Linked DNA regions of Mus musculus: region 2 is linked to region 1. Evidence: chromatin contacts called from public HiChIP or PLAC-seq data. All regions are on one chromosome and are shown on one strand. The core of a region is the stretch at or near the end of the contact, and the rest is flanking DNA. Distances in the headings are between cores, read along the strand shown.

The links. HiChIP or PLAC-seq counts read pairs in DNA pulled down with a chosen protein or histone mark.
Region 2: an H3K27ac HiChIP or PLAC-seq map of microglia shows a contact between it and region 1, with 6 times the contacts expected there. The contact joins the promoter of Stk38 here to the promoter of Ppard in region 1. A contact is called at or near these places in 2 of 115 datasets of contacts at active chromatin or transcription factors (memory CD8 T cells and microglia).

Annotation. Positions count from the first base shown.
Region 1 is chr17:28,230,311-28,234,526 of GRCm38.p6, reverse strand. Ppard (peroxisome proliferator activator receptor delta) reads right to left here and starts at 1,773. Exons shown (of 8, transcript NM_011145.3): 1 at 1,663-1,773.
Region 2 is chr17:29,006,016-29,010,231 of GRCm38.p6, reverse strand. It overlaps Stk38 (serine/threonine kinase 38), which reads left to right and starts at 2,237. Exons shown (of 14, transcript NM_134115.3): 1 at 2,237-2,521.

The DNA of each region.
Region 1 (4,216 bases), core at 524-3,023:
CCACACCTGGGCAAAGGGAAGAAACGTCAGCTGCCTCTCCCAGCCTCAGTAAATACAGATGCCCAGGAAACGGAAGGAAAAAGGGCACCGAGGAACCATGCCCAGTGACCAACACAAGAGGCACATTCCGTCAGTGAAAGACAGGAGGTAAACTCAGTCGCTGGACCAAGACCCCAAGATTAAGGGAACAGATGCCCAACAGCCCCAGGGCTAGCAGGCCCACAATCCATTGAAAAACTAAAACGGGAATGTATTCTGGGGCTGGTGAAGTGGCTCAGGACGTAAAGGTGGTTGTCATCATACCTTAATGACCCGAGTCTATTTCCAGGAACCACAATATCGAATGAGAGAGCCACCTCCCAACTCCAGTAAGCTGTGCTCTGACCTACACCCCACCCCACATCCACACCCCACAGAAATAAATAAATGTAACTTGTAAGCAAACATTCTAGAGCCAGTACAGGGAGGAAAAACCAAGTTTAAAACCAAGGGCAGGGCTGGTGAGATGGCTCAGTGGGTAAGAGGTACCCGACTGCTCTTCCAAAGGTCCGGAGTTCAAATCCCAGCAACCACATGGTGGCTCACAACCATCCGTAACGAGATCTGACACCCTCTTCTGGTGTGTCTGAAGACAGCTACAGTGTACTTACATATAATAAATAAATCTTTAAAAAAAAAAAAAAAAAAAACCAAGGGCATAGCTTCTGCTCTTAGCTGTATGGAAAAGGGCAGTGCGTGGAAGGCACCGTATCATGGTTTAAATACATTCCATAATATCCCAAATGAGTCCTGTTTCCTGAAAGGGTGAAAAGAGTTATATGAAGCCTCTGGCTACCCCTGGCACACACCCAACTCAGAGCCGTCTCCCCCAAGGGTTCCTGGAAGTCAACAGACTCATAAAGGGGAAGTATTATAAAGCTGAGATTACGAGGGCCTACCAACTGGCCATCCCTCCCAATACAACACCCAGTGAAACCTGTGACCCGAACAAATCTGGTCAAGCTGGCGCTCAACACCCCACTCCCAGCTCAACTGAAGGTGAAACGGAAGCCTATCGTGCACCTCTGGGTTCTCCTCAAGCAGAGGCATAAAAAAAAAAAAAAAAAAAACTAGAAGCGAGGCAGTCGGGTGACAGGAGGTGAAAAGGACAGGAGATGAGAGCTGAGCCTAAGTGGGGCCTCTGCCGGTAGCCAGGATAGAAGGGGCTCGGATAAACCGGACTGGCTCACAACATCCTAAAGAAGATGGGGAGGGATAGGGCAACCCGAAAACGGGTCAGAGAGGAGGAGAGCACTGACCGACAGGGCAAGGATGGAAGGCTATCGAGGGAGGCAGGAAGGATCTCCAAGGAGGGCCTGGGTAGCGGGACAGCAAGGGAGGCGCTCAGAAAGGGGGTCAGAAGGGAGGTGACATGGGGTTCTTTGGAATTGAGAGGAGATGAAGCCACGGGGCTTTAGAGGGATCAGGGTGGGTGGGAGGAGGGAGGGAGGCCGGCTCCGAGCAACCACAGGGGTCCCTGCGGTGGAGACCCCAGCGGTGGCTCCTCAGCGCGCAAGCCGAGCATAGACGAGCCGCAGAGGCGCGGAAAGCGGCTCTCGGAGCCCCTGACCCCACCATCCACCTCAGCCCGGGCCGCGCTGGCCTCTCCCGATCCGCACGGACCTGTCCCGGCCGCCTCTCGCGCCGCTGCCGCCGTCCCGCAGGCTCCGCAGAATCCCCCAGCTCCTGCCAAAACTTTTCCCATTAATCCCCAGGTCCGCCGCGGCCTGCGGCGTCACACGCTCCCAGCCCCGGCGCCGCCCCCAGCCCCGTGATGTCACCGCGCCGCTGGCTCCCTCCCCCACAACTAAGCACTCGCCCCCGCCCCCTTCCGCCATAGCAGTAGCCAATCGCCGCGCCGCCTGGAGCCACTCCTTTGACAGCCATCGCTCCGCCCACTGCACAGCTGCCCTGGCGCGTCTGCAGCGCCCTCTGCAGTCAGACGTGGGAGCAGCAGCTGAGGAAAGCGCTGGGGAGAAGTTAGGGCTGGTCAAAGCAAGCCTCACGAAACGATATTTAAAGCTTTAAAGCGCGGAAAGAAGGTGGAGGTCATCTAATACAACCTCCTCACTCTTCCTGAGAAGAAACTAGGCATAGACTTGTGTGGTTTGAAGCAAGAAGCAAAGCTAAGGGCGGTGGGGGAAGGAATAGAGGCAAACTGTAATTTTCAGAGGCGCTTGGGAGAGGCATATGGTGGGAGACTTGGGAATGAAAATACAGACGCATACGTTTTACAAAATATCTATTTTTATATGTCAGAGTGTTTTGTCTGCATGTCTGTCTCTGCACCATGTGCGTTCAGTGCCTGCAGAGTCTGGAAGAAGGCGTTGGATCCCCTGGAAGTGGAGTTACAATGGAGAACTTCCATGTAGATGCTGGGAAGCGAGCCTCTTCAAGAGTAGCAAGCGCGATCTTCACCACTGAAGCATCTCTTCAGCACCCCCAATTTTTTAACTGGTGGCTAGTTCAATGGCTCAACGGGTCATCGCTTTGTCTCCAAGCCTGAAGACTTGAGTTCAGTCCCTGGGACTGCCTCCTGAAGGTTATCTTCCAATCTCTACACACCGCATGTGCACTTTCATATACACCCACACAAGAAAAAAGAAAGATCTGGAAGGCATGATGGCACTCTAACTCCAGCACTCAGGAGGTAGAGGACCCGTTTGAGGTCATTTTTAGCAATGGAGAAAGTTTTGGGCCAGCCTGTGCTTATAGGCCTTGTGAAGCCAAATAGAAAACAAATTTTAAAAGAACTTTTCTCCCACTTGAGATTTCTGTCGCTGGATGTCAGGGACCAGACAAGACAAGAACTCTGTACCTGGGCTTGCCTGTCACCCCAACTCATCATATACCACAGAGAGTATGTAGCCAGAAGGCAATCTGTCACTGGCTGGTTTCATCATCCTAGAATGAACAAAACTTGGCTGGCAGGAAAGTCAGCAGGCACCTCCCTCCTCCACACCGCCATTAAAGGTCACCTCTGCCCGGTCTGGCACTCCTTACAGTGCATCCTTAGCTCGCTGGATTGGAGAACCCCACACCACTTTTTTTCTGCTTTGTTTTCGAGTGTGTGTGTCTGTGTGTGTGTGTGTGCGCGTGCGCACGTGCGCGTGTGCACTTGGAGGACAGAGAAGGGTACTGTGTGTCTTCCAAGGATAGGTTTCCACGGTTTTCCTTTGAGGCCTGGTCTCCTGATGCATGCACGAGCGGTTCTGGTTTGGTGGGATAGGCTGTCAGCCATCAAGCCTGGGCTATCCTGGTTCTGCAATTACAGGAATTCACAGGACCACACCCTGCTTTTCCCTGTGTGTCGGGATCTGAACGCTGGCTGCTCTGCGTGAACAGCAGAGGCGCTTAACTTTCCTGCTCTCTCCCTAGCTCCCTTCTATTGCTTTTGAAATGAATTTGTATTAAGTTTTTAGATATCACTTCCCTTGTCCTCCAAGACTGTAGTAAAAAATGGCCTGGGGAAGTCAGAGATTTCTGCCATTTTGTGTCTGGCAGAGCTCTGGTGGAGGGTCTCGAGCTGGTCTTGAACTCCTGACCTTCCTGCCTGCACTTCCCACATGCTGGAATCCTCTAGACCCAGTTTATGTGGCTCTGAGTATGGAACAAGGGCTTCATGCTAAGCAAGAACTCTACTCCTCTGCTAGATTCTTAATGTTGGTTTTGAGAATTTCACACTTGCCCATTTTGTATTTTGACCATAGTCATGCTCACTCCTTCCCCTAACTCCTCCCAGGTCCAAATCCAGACCCACCACCCCATCAGCTGCCATCATCAGCACTGCAGAAACACAGCAGACCAGGCAAGCCTGGGCAGCCTCCACTCCTAGTGTGGGGCGGGACCTGCTTCCCTTAGTTATCCCATAGCACATGGAGTTCGGACTTCACCTCCTACCCCTCAGCTCTGTGCCCTCACGCTAGCGCTAGCAGGAGTTTCGTGACACTTTAAATGTCACAAACTTCCTTGAAAGTGCATCGGGTGCACTTGCAAGGCTGTGACCTTTGCGATGAGATAGCAAGCAAACTCCAGGAAAGCAGGGAACCCTTCCCAGATAATAGCTCACGGCAAACCCCTGGCCCGTGGTAAGGAATCATTGGGTTTGATGCTGGACGGACTTGATCTCCAGTCTCAGCAATGTCCTCACTTTCTAACTGTGCCACACCCAGCCACA
Region 2 (4,216 bases), core at 988-3,487, 780 kb before region 1:
GGGGCGTGATTTTTATTTTAATCAGATTCAGATCGTTTATTAGTATGGCCTTCTAAGGGCTCTTGAGAAAGTGTAAATGCAAGACCCTTGAGAGGGCCTGGAGTGGCTGAGGATCCCCTGCTCCTGGTTTCTCTTCCTCTTCTTCCTCCCCCAACCCTGCTTCTCCTGCTATTGCTGGATTGAAGCTATTCTGACAACTAAGATTAGACTTGCCCCCAAGGAACTGAATGCCCTTGAGCAGTCTAAAGAGGTCTATGTCCCCTTTCCCCTCTAAGTTTCATTCTGTCCTATTTAGTGTTGGACAATTGGAAGGGCAGTAGATATATAAGAACCCTATAAAGTAGCCAAAAAAAACACATCTACATCAGATTTCCTGAGGCTGGAGTTACAAATGGTTGGGAGCCATCATGTGGGTGCTAGGAACTGAACTTGTGTCTTCTGTAAGAGCACTCACTGTGTGGTTTTTTGTTTGTTTGTTTTTTTTTTTTTTTTTTTTTGGTTTTTTGAGACAGGGTTTCTCTGTGAAGCCCTGGCTTTCCTGGATCTCACTCTGTAGACCAGGCTGGCCTCAAACTCAGAAATCTGCCTGTCTCTGCCTCCCAAGTGCTGGGATTACAGGTGTTTACCACCACTGCCCGACTCTCTGTATGTTCTTAACTGCTGAGCCCTCTACCCAGCCCCTATAGTCTTAGGGGGCTATTTGTATGCACACAGTGAAAGCACCAGGCCAACGCACACCAGTGCCTGAGAAGCACCAGGCCATTGCACATCAAGCCCCATTCTGGATCTGTGTTGGAAAAAGTACTCAGAGTCAGCTGATGAGCGTTGCCCTGTGGGGAAGAGGAAAGGGGGAAGTAGCAGCAGGCACCACTACCCCTGCTTGGGAATTTATTTTCAAATGAGAGACATGATGTAACCCACATCAGGACTTGAGAGGCTAAGGCAGGAGGATTTCGAGAGTTCAAGGTTTACCCTCAGCAACACGTTGTTTGTGTTACCCTGAGACCCTGAGCTACATAAGACTGTCTCAAAAAAATTTTAAGAGGCAAAAAAAAAAAAAAAAAAAAGTAAAAAAAGTATTAGCAAGATAATGAATTCAATAATTACAATGCAATTAAAAACAAAATCAGCCGGGCGGTGGTGGCGCACGCCTTTAATCCCAGCACTCGGGAGGCAGAGGCAGGCGGATTTCTGAGTTCGAGGCCAGCCTGGTCTACAAAGTGAGCTCCAGGACAGCCAGGGCTATACAGAGAAACCCTGTCTCGAAAAACCAAAAAAAAAAAAAAAAACCAAAAAAAAAAAACCAAACCAAAATCAAAGCGGGGGTGGTGGTGGTGGTGGTGGTGGTGGTGGCGGTGGCACACACCTGCTGTAATCCCAGCACTTGGGAGGCAGAGGCAGGTGGATTTCTGAGTTCGAGGCCAGCCTGGTCTACAAAGTGAGTTCCAGGACGGCCAGGGCTACACAGAGAAACCCTGCCTCGAAAAACAAAAAACAAAACAAAAAAACATAAAAGAAAAGGGAAAATCAGAACACTTACTAGGGGCGGCTTGGGAAGTGACTAACAGGAGGGAGCTCTCTTCTCGCTTGCTCCCAGAGGACTCCTTTCTAGGGAGCCATTCATCGTTTTTTCAGGACTTTAAAACTTTCTAATCGAGGGCACTGGGCTCAGTTCTCTGGAAATCAATGAGAGGCTTTAAGTTGTGCACAATGGAGAGGTGTTAGGTGTGAGAGATCACCTGATCCCAAACAAAGGCACGTTAATCCTTTACAATAACGAAAAATAGGAAGGGCCACGGGTTCCAACAGACTTATGGCCACAATGATCTGAAGTCAAGGAGGATGGGGTAAAACTCAGATTAAATTTCAGAGAACTAAAGACATCATCCAGCGAGTGCACGCCAAATGCTAAATCCCCGTCACGGTAGTTGATTGCATTGGTTTAGTTGATAGAGAGCCAATGTTAATTTCCGGGTGCAGAGCCCGGTGCCTTATGTAAGACCTTGAGGGAAGCTGGGTGGGTGTTGGCTTTTACGGAACTTCCAGGTTTTCGTTTTGTAACTTCTGGCGAGTCTATAATTATTTCAAAAGAAAAAGTAACATAACAAAGGCCAGCTAGTCCAGCCCATCACAAAGCCACCAGGGAGCCCGCCCCGCTCTGCACTCGTAGGGCCTCCTCGGCTAGGCGCAGTCGGGTGAGGGGTGAAATGTGGGCGGGGCGCCGCCGCGCACGCGCAGTCCCGCTGCCCGGCGAGCGCCGCTGGCGGGGGGCGCATGCGCAGTCTCAGCCGCGGCGGCCCCTCTCCACAGTCTGAGGGGGTACCGGGGGAGCCTTGGCCCCTCCGCGCCGCCGTCTTTTCCGGCAGTTGGGGTTCTTCCTTTTGTCCTGTCCTGTCGCGGATCGGCAGCTGCGCTCATTCGGAGTCCCCGGCGTGTCGCGGTCGCTCTGGAGCCGCCCGCACGTCGCGTCTGCGCCGTCTCTGTAGCCGTCGGCCCCGCGCCTCCCTCCCCCCTGGGTCTGGTGAGTGTCTCCCGGCCGTCGCCTCAGGCTTGCCGCCTCGTCCGGCCGTCCCACAGCTCCTGTGCACTCCAGGGCTCCTGTCAGCGTTCTCTCTGTGGTCCCCAGAGCCCCCTTGTCCGTCCCTCTCTTTCTACGCCTCTGTCCTCAACCGGGACAGGCAGCCGCTCCCTCCTTTCCTAGTCGCCAGCTTTGTGTGTCTGCTGCCACCGGCTCGTCCCCTCTGACCTCGGTCAGTACCACTCTGCACCTTAGGATGAGAGAACCAGAGGGTGTCTGCACTTCGAGAGCTCCCCCCACCCCGGGGTAGGTGTGGGACCTTGGAGGCTGTCCCCCTAGTCCGCGATCAGGGGGTACCGGGCTTCCCCTCACCTTAAGATCCCCGCCCGTGGACTGCAGACTGTTAAAATTCGAGAAAAGGGACCGAGCTGGAGGACAGGGAAAAGTGGCAGAAGAGTCGGAGGAAAAGTGTGTCAGAAAGCGCATAACGGCTGCTGCCAGCGGCGCCCTGCAAAGGACCCAGAGACATAGGGGAATCTTGCTCTTTTTCAAGATGAATAGGAAGGTCAGCGGCGTGAAGTAGCTTCACTGCTTCCTCTTCCTTCAGCTCACCTTGGCTGTGAAGTAGCCAGTACATACGGTTTCCCTAAACAAAAAAAACAAAACAAAACAAAACAAAAAAAAACAAACCACATCGCTGCAAGAATAGCTCCCTGCCCCACCCCACCCAAACATCAGATAGCAGCTTCCTCCTAACCCGATGGCTCTGTCCTCAGACTCTGGACAGCACACCAGTGTACACACACACCCACTTCAACATCAGGCATGTTCTCCACTCCCGGGAGTGGACTTCACAAATGGAGCATTTTGTCTGAGATGGGGTCTGAATGTGTACCTATGCCTGGCCTGGAATTTGCTTTGTAGACTAAGGTGGCCTAGAACTCACGGAGATCCTCCTGTCTCTGCCTCCTAAAGGAATATGCCTCCACAGACCAGCCCACTTGTGACTTGTGACTTTACTTTTCTTTCTTCCTTCCTTTCTTCCTTCCTTCCTTCCTTCCTTCCTTTCTTCCTTTTTTTTTTTTTAAAGATTTCTTTATTTATTTTATGTATATGAGTACACTGTAGCAGTACAGATGGTTGTGAGCCTTCATGTGGTTGCTGGGAATTGAATTTAGGACCTCTGCTCGCTCTGGTTGGCCCTTTTTTTTTCCTTAATGTATTTTTTTTTTTTTTCTTTTTTTCCGGAGCTGAGAACCGAACCCAGGGCCTTGGGCTTGCTAGGCAAGCACTTTACCACTGAGCTAAATCCCCAACCCCTCCTTAATGTATTTTTGTGACAGGGTTTCTTTGTGTAGTGCTGGCTGTCCTGGAACTTGCTGTGTAGACCAGTCTGATCACTAACTAGGAGATCCACTTGCCTCTGCCTTCCTCTTGTGACCCTTTTTTTGGGTGTGTGTGTGTGTGTGTGTGTGTGTATGTGTGTCCGAGACAGGATTTCCCTGTGTAGCCCTGGCTGTCCTGGAACTCACTTTGTAGACCAGGCTGGCCTCGAACTCAGAAATCCACCTGCTTCTGCCTCCTGAGTGCTGAGATTAAAGGTGTGCGCCCCCACGCCCAGCTCATGTGACTCTTTAAGGAGTAGCCATGGCTTCATCTTGAATTGCCCAATGAAAGAGAATAGACCTTTGGTGACAA